Linked DNA regions of Hordeum vulgare: region 1 is linked to region 2. The links are chromatin contacts, called in public Hi-C maps. All regions are on one chromosome and are shown on one strand. The core of a region is the stretch at or near the end of the contact, and the rest is flanking DNA. Distances in the headings are between cores, read along the strand shown. Region 1 holds the start of LOC123399832 (ADP-ribosylation factor GTPase-activating protein AGD3-like). Region 2 holds the start of LOC123399831 (protein PSK SIMULATOR 1-like).

Region 1 (3,510 bases), core at 532-3,031, 160 kb before region 2:
CCAACAAATGGCTAGAAGCCATGAAGTCCGAGATAGGATCCATGTATGAGAACAAAGTGTGGACTTTGGAAGTACTACCTGAGGGCCGCAAGGCTATTAAGAACAAATGGATCTTTAAGAGGAAGACGGACGCTGGCGGCAATGTGACCGTTTATAAAACTCGACTTGTGGCAAAGGGTTTTTCACAAGTTCAAGGAGTTGACTACGATGAGACATTCTCACCCGTAGCGATGCTTAAGTCCGTCAAAATCATGTTAGCAATAGCTGCATTTTTCAATTATGAAATCTGGCAGATGGATGTCAAAACGGCGTTCCTTAACGGTTTCCTTAAGGAAGAGTTGTATATGATGCAACCCGAAGGTTTTGTCGATCCTAAGAATGCTAACAAGGTGTGCAAGCTCCAGCGATCCATTTATGGACTGGTGCAAGCATCTCGGAGTTGGAACAAACGCTTTGATGAGGTGATCAAAGCATTTGGGTTTATACAAGCGGTTGAAGAATCTTGTATTTACAAGAAAGTGAGTGGGAGCTCTGTGGCGTTTCTAATATTATAGGTGGATGCCATATTGCTGATTGGAAACAACGTAGAGTTTTTGGAGAGCATAAAGGATTACTTGAATAAAAGTTTCTCTATGAAGGACCTAGGAGAAGCTGCTTACATTCTAGGCATTAAGATCTATAGGGATAGATCAAAACGCCTGATAGGACTTTCACAAAGCACATACCTTGATAAAGTTTTGAAGAGGTTCAAAATGGAACAGTCCAAGAAGGGGTTCTTGCCAGTTTTACAAGGCACCGTCCCCTATGCTTCAGCCATAGGTTCTATCATGTATGCAATGCTGTGCACTAGACCGGACGTTAGCCTGGCCATAAGTATGGCATGTAGGTTTCAGAGTAATCCAGGAGTGGATCACTGGACGGCGGTCAAGAATATCCTGAAGTATGTGAAAAGGACTAAGGAGATGTTTCTCGTGTATGGAGGTGACGAAGAGCTCGCCGTAAAAGGTTACGTCGATGCAAGCTTTGACACAGATCCGGACGATTTTAAGTCGCAAACCGGATACGTATTTATTCTTAATGGGGGTGCGGTAAGCTGGTGCAGTTCCAAGCAAAGCGTCGTAGCAAATTCTACATGTGAAGCGGAGTACATGGCTGCCTCGGAGGCGGCTAAGGAGGGTGTCTGGATGAAGCAGTTAATGACGGATCTTGGAGTGGTGCCAAGCGCACTGAATCCAATAACCTTGTTCTGTGATCATGAATTTAAGGGTGGGTCAGTTTTTAATGACCGGTCATTGATCGGACGGGCTGTACGGACGTGTGAGACGGATATAAGGTGTCGGGATGTAGATGCTATGAGAGGTCTAAACTTAAGGGGGATCATGAATCTAAAGATTTAGCATGTGGCAATACAACCGTGCTCGACAGTATCGAGTTGTGTATCGATTCGGGCTTAGCATGTGGACAAATCAGGATGCTAGTACGATTTCCCGGTCCACAGCACCAGACACGATCACAGAACCAGCGGCAATTCCCTCATCAATTCCATTTTAAAAAAGCGAAGAATTCCCCGGTCAAAGACATGTAACCGGCCCATCATTACGCTCACCGGCAGGTGACCGCCTCCTCCCAGCCCCAAACCGCCACCCCACGCCCCACACGCACCGGGCCCACCAACGCCCTCTCACCGCCACCGGGCCCCGCGCCTCCCCACCCACGAGGCCCACCACGCACGATCAGCTCCTAATCCCCCCACCCCACCCTCCTTAATCAACCCGAGAGATTAGTAAAATCGAACTGCAGCGCACCGTTATTTTTCTTTTTCTTTCCGACCCTCTTTTCTCTTTACACCCTCTGTGTGCGCCTGTCCCCCCCCCCCCCTCGCCATTCCGTTCCTCCGCCCCCACCGCCATTTCGCCGATTCCGGCCGCCGCCTAGGGTTTCTCGCCGGGATTCGCCGGCGTCATCCGAGCGCGCACCCCAGGCTGCACGCGGCCTCCGGAGGAGGTGGAAGCAGGCAGGCGGCCGGTCCGTGGCTCCGAGGTGGCGGCGGCGGCGGCGGCTGGGTGGGTGGGTTGTCGGCGGCCGGGGTTTCGCTGGGGCGGAGGCTGCGGAGAGGGCGTTCATGAGGAGGTAGGAGCCCGTACGCACGCGGTGCTGGAGTGACGGCGGCGGCGGCGGCGGCGGCGTGGGTGGCAGACATGTATTTCACCAGGCTCGATGACTCGCCCATGTTCAGGAAGCAGGTGAGCCAGCCACCCTACTCGTCGGATCTCGATTCATGGCCCGCTTCGTGTCTGGGAAGAGGAGACGACTGTTGAGTGTGGGGGGGACGGGGAAAGCCCGCAGCTTCTTTCCGGTGTAATGCTTGCCGCCCGTGGCTCCCGGACTGGGCTCCCGGCGATGGATTGGATCTGTCCTTGTTTTTGCTGCTGCACCGATGAGATTGGGTGCAGCAAGTCTGCTCCCTCTCGGCGTAGCCTCGCCTCGAACCGTTCGTAACTGAAGCAGCTCTTTCTGTATGGCTCTGTCTGTGGCAGTGATGTGCAGGTTTCTTGTCTGCTTTTGGTTGATTTGGTCTGACTGCTAGTATGTCTTACTGTATTTTTAAATCTTTTCTGATATTAACGACATGTGAGTAAAGGTTCCACCTGAGCTCCTCAGGGCAATTGTATAGCATTCTCCATCCTGCTAGATGTTACTCGTTTTATTTTGCCATGCCTGTGCGTTGATCGCTCAAAGTTTGTTTCGATGCAAGGGAGATCAATGCTTGCTTGTTTATGCAAGAATTTGGTTCGAATTGCTGGTGTAGGGTATGTTTGCTATACACAAACTGTTGGCTGCTTGATATCTTGTTGGTAGGATCGGACGATTGGTTGGATCAGAATTTTCGCTATTCGCCAAGCAACTCGACAAGCTTTATCTATGCAATTGTATGAGTGATAAATCAATGACTATACACAAATCAGCAAAATGATGAGCGTTTGATGTGATACATCATACATGTGCTTTTATTTCAATTTTTTTTTCATTTTTTGTGTGCTCCGCTGAGTACAAATTGCTTTGCATCTAGCCTTTTTAATGGTTGTTCTGGGTTTATACCAAAAGGGTCAATAGAGTTTGTTTGATTGACGGACACTGTTTAAATTGTTTTTTTTCCTTCAATAAATAGATGCAATCACTTGAAGAAGGTGCTGAATTGCTGAGAGAGAGATGCTTGAAGTACCACAAAGGTTGCCGTAAATACACGTAAGTGACCATTGACATCTCATTTGAGTGGCAACCGCCCCTTTATACTCCCTATTTTATGCTTGCGCGTTGCTATGTGCGATCGAGGATTGAACATGTTTGCATTTGCCCTTTCATTTCAGTGAAGGGCTAGGCGAAGCATATGATGGAGATATTGCGTTCGCAAGTTCCCTAGAAGCATTTGGAGGCGGTCACAATGATCCAATCAGTGTTGCCTTTGGAGGTTAGCAATATAATTGTCATTCAAGTACATTTATTTAATTC
Region 2 (3,536 bases), core at 280-2,779:
CTGAGTAGGAATAGCTTACAGTGTACCCCCACGACTTTCGGTGATAACTCGAGACTCCTGTTGGCCAAAGAGCCTAGACATGCCAAAATCGGCAAGCTTGGGGACCATACTATCATCCAGCAATATATTTTGGGGTTTGAGGTCTAAATGGACAATTCGGCATTCAGCATGAAGGTAATGCAAGCCGCTGCAAACCCCCTTAATTATATCGTATCTTATGCGCCACTCAAGTCCACAAGATTCAGCTGCAGAAATAGACAAGAAAAATGTATATCGGATCATCCAACTTAATTTACACAAAAATAATGGAGTTGAAAGGAAAACAAGATCTGGCTACAGCAACCCACCAGAAATATGCTTATCAAGGCTGTTGTTTTTTAGATACTCGAAGCAGAGCAATCTCTTCCGTATCTCAGCCATGACATATCTCCCACCTACTCGTGTTGCTTCCCACCGTGATTCAGCGCAGTAGCCCACAAGTTGTACTATATTTTGGTGCTTTACCCCGATAAGATAGGTGACCTCGTTCTGGAATTGATCGTCTTCCACTCCCATTTCAAAAAGCTTCTTCACAGCAATCATTTTCCCATTTTGAAGCATCCCCTGTCCAACCTCGTTTTGTCAGTACATACACTTTCCTTTGGTGAAATGCTGCATGCTAACATTCGCAAAGTGAACGGTAAAGAAGAAGAAGAACAGCCATACCTTGTAAACCACTCCAAACCCACCTCTTCCTAGTTCTTGGTCCGCAGAAAAATCGCGTGTGATGACTTTCAGAAACTCTACCGGCAGGCAAATTGGCGTGACACTTGGCTCTTGCAGCATGTTCTCCAGTTTGCCGAAATCCATATCGTTTGGCAGGAAAGTATTGGCATGTTTACTCGTTTCGACGCCCATTCTCTTATATCCCTAGGAAGATATAAACTTGTCGGTAACGGCGGCTCGTTTACCTCCTCATCCCCTTGTTATGTGAGCCACTCCTCTCTCTGCTCCAAAGTTGGGACAAATAAAAATTCGGAGCGTCTGTTCAAGAGGAAGGATCAAAGTGGATGCGTCACACTTGCAGGATCTCCATCAAAACCTGCATCCATATTGAGTGCCAAGTTAAATACGATCACAGCTGATAATAGGAATTAACTACACAGGTGGGAAGAAAGGTCTTTTTTCCCATATAACATATCGAACCAGTTCGAATTTCGTCTGTGATTTGTGTTTGGACTGTTTGAAATGGGGGGCAATTTCAGAATCAGGCTTTCCGGTCGGGGCTGTTGGGCTAAGCTAGGGGAGCTACCTAGCCATATCCAAACGCCACCACATCTATGCCTATGCCTATGCCTATGCTCATGGCGGCCTTCTCCACCAGCCGGCAGTGCACTACAAGGGGAAGAAGAGCGAGGCGGGTCCGCGGGTGGGGAGGGAAATCGGTTTCGGTCGTCTCGGTGAAATCCCTGCGGAGGTCGAGGGATTGATTGATTTCTAACCTGAATATGCAGCGCGGTGCAGAGCGTGAATCCAATCGGAGTTGCTGCGGATACGCCCGTACAGAACAGAATGCAACAGGACAGAACAGAACAGAACAGGGGTGGATGCATCTGGTGCGGAAGGTTGACTCCGGGTCTCCGCCAAACGTATGTATACCAGAAAAAGACCCGTGCATTGCAACGAAAAAAAAGGTATCACGTGTTTTTATTTTATAAAAAATGTCTATAATCTGAAAAATTATAGCTATGATCCAAACAACGATGGTTTTAGCCTATAAAAACGTACTTTAAGATTTCCCATGTCTTTTATTTCAACATGACTTGCATGTATATTTAATACATATAAAAAAGGGGCAAGTGATCTTCGATTCCGTTTTCAACCCTAATTTTGCTGAGCTGTTTATCTCCAATCCAGATTAGTACTAGTATATGAAAGAAAGATGGATAATGCACTATTGATTAAGATTGTACCCTAGATAGTTTTTATTTTAAATGGTTAACAAGTAAAATAACGTCATATTTAGATTTTAAACTTTTTTCTAATCAAATTTCATATATAACATGTTAAATTTGAAGTTACGCTTTAAAAGATATAAGTATTTCAAAAAACATTTGATATGTATTACGGAATTAATGTCAAAAACATCAGGGGGGCTTCTATAAAATAGCATGACTGACTAAGAATACTTATTTCTTTTATTAATAGGTGTAGATAGATAGCGCAAGCGCGTTGGATAATCTCGCACGCGAACCACCAATCGCCATTGACTGCTCCGGCCGCGCCCGTCTTTGCCCCGTCCCGCGTCTCCGCGAACGAAATTTCTGCGATGGATGATTGCGCCAACATTTCCCAACCCCTTCCTACGTTCGTGAACCATCCGCTGCCGTCGTCGCAAACCCTTATGCGGGGTTGACCTCTGGTTTCGCCGCCGGCGAAGCATCGGCTCCAAACACCGGTCTCACGTGTGGCATTTTCGTGGCGCTCCGGTCAAACTCACAGAGTGGCTTCATGCTGCCGCTCGACGCGAAGCCATGGAGCTCAGTCTCCAAGCAACCGGTGAGGGTGCTACAGCGGCGTGCTAGCATTACTCTGTATTTTACCATGCATTATGAAGCGTTACAGCGGCGCGTTAAATTTTACAGCATCTAAAAAAGCTAACATACGTCTGCGCACGTCAAAACGTTATTTCAACATTGAAAACAAAATAGCTTGTCGCATCACAGTGCGTCTGTTGAAGATGCTCTAAAGGTATCTTTAACGTCAATTTGCAAATTTGCTATCACGTCCGTGACTACATTAATCTACAAATATAGATGCAGGAGCCGGTCATTCAACACTATTCACATGCATTTTAACTCACAGTTCAACAGGTCATACGAAATTCATGCAAACCCGATAGAATTCATCAAAAATTTGGATAGAAAATAACACAAATTATCCATACATAGCATACAAATAAGTCTGGCACAAAATAGTTCAAATTCAACGATATTAACCAGTTGTTCAACAAGTTTTTCATGAAAGGATTATGTCGTCTCACATACTGCCCTTTTGAGCTTCAATAAGTAAATGACCGTCCCTTCATCTTGTGGTATATCACAACAGCGCATATGCGCTACACAATGTGTAAAGCAACATTGAGTGAATAAATCATAGTCGAGCAAGAAGAAGCAAAACTTACGATCTCCTTCGTTGTTGCGCACAATGGCCACCTTGCATCCAGATGAGCAACCGCGTCACGAGTTTTGGTGATTGTGGTCTAGAAGGCGTAACATCGATACGGTAACGACTTCACATTGTGTTGTTGGATGATGTGTATATATGTCGTAGGGCGCAATGTGCTTTCATGCATGAAACGAATCATGCACAAGTTCCAGAAGAACCCTCTTCCGCTCCTTCCTACAAAATCCAAGGATACGGCCGAGTACACCGCCGTCCTTCGTACTCTAAAAAGTGACATGGCGTTCGAAAATAAACTCAACGGCATTTGATCGAACACCTGCCAGACGTGATGCCATGGACGTTGTCGACAGGGGGCGGAGTGTACCTGGGGC

The links. A called contact is a pair of places that touch in the nucleus more often than the background predicts.
Region 1: a contact with region 2 is called in a Hi-C map of leaf, with 1.8 times the contacts expected there. The contact joins the promoter of LOC123399832 here to the promoter of LOC123399831 in region 2. A contact is called at or near these places in 4 of 6 Hi-C or Micro-C datasets (leaf, seedling and an unstated tissue).

What each region holds. Positions count from the first base shown.
Region 1 is chr5H:490,209,465-490,212,974 of MorexV3_pseudomolecules_assembly, reverse strand. LOC123399832 (ADP-ribosylation factor GTPase-activating protein AGD3-like) reads left to right here and starts at 1,781. Exons shown (of 19, transcript XM_045094214.1): 1 at 1,781-2,243; 2 at 3,170-3,246; 3 at 3,369-3,469. The coding sequence starts at 2,199.
Region 2 is chr5H:490,045,814-490,049,349 of MorexV3_pseudomolecules_assembly, reverse strand. It overlaps LOC123399831 (protein PSK SIMULATOR 1-like), which reads right to left and starts at 1,529. Exons shown (of 16, transcript XM_045094212.1): 1 at 1,482-1,529; 2 at 706-1,081; 3 at 348-603; 4 at 20-245. The coding sequence starts at 897.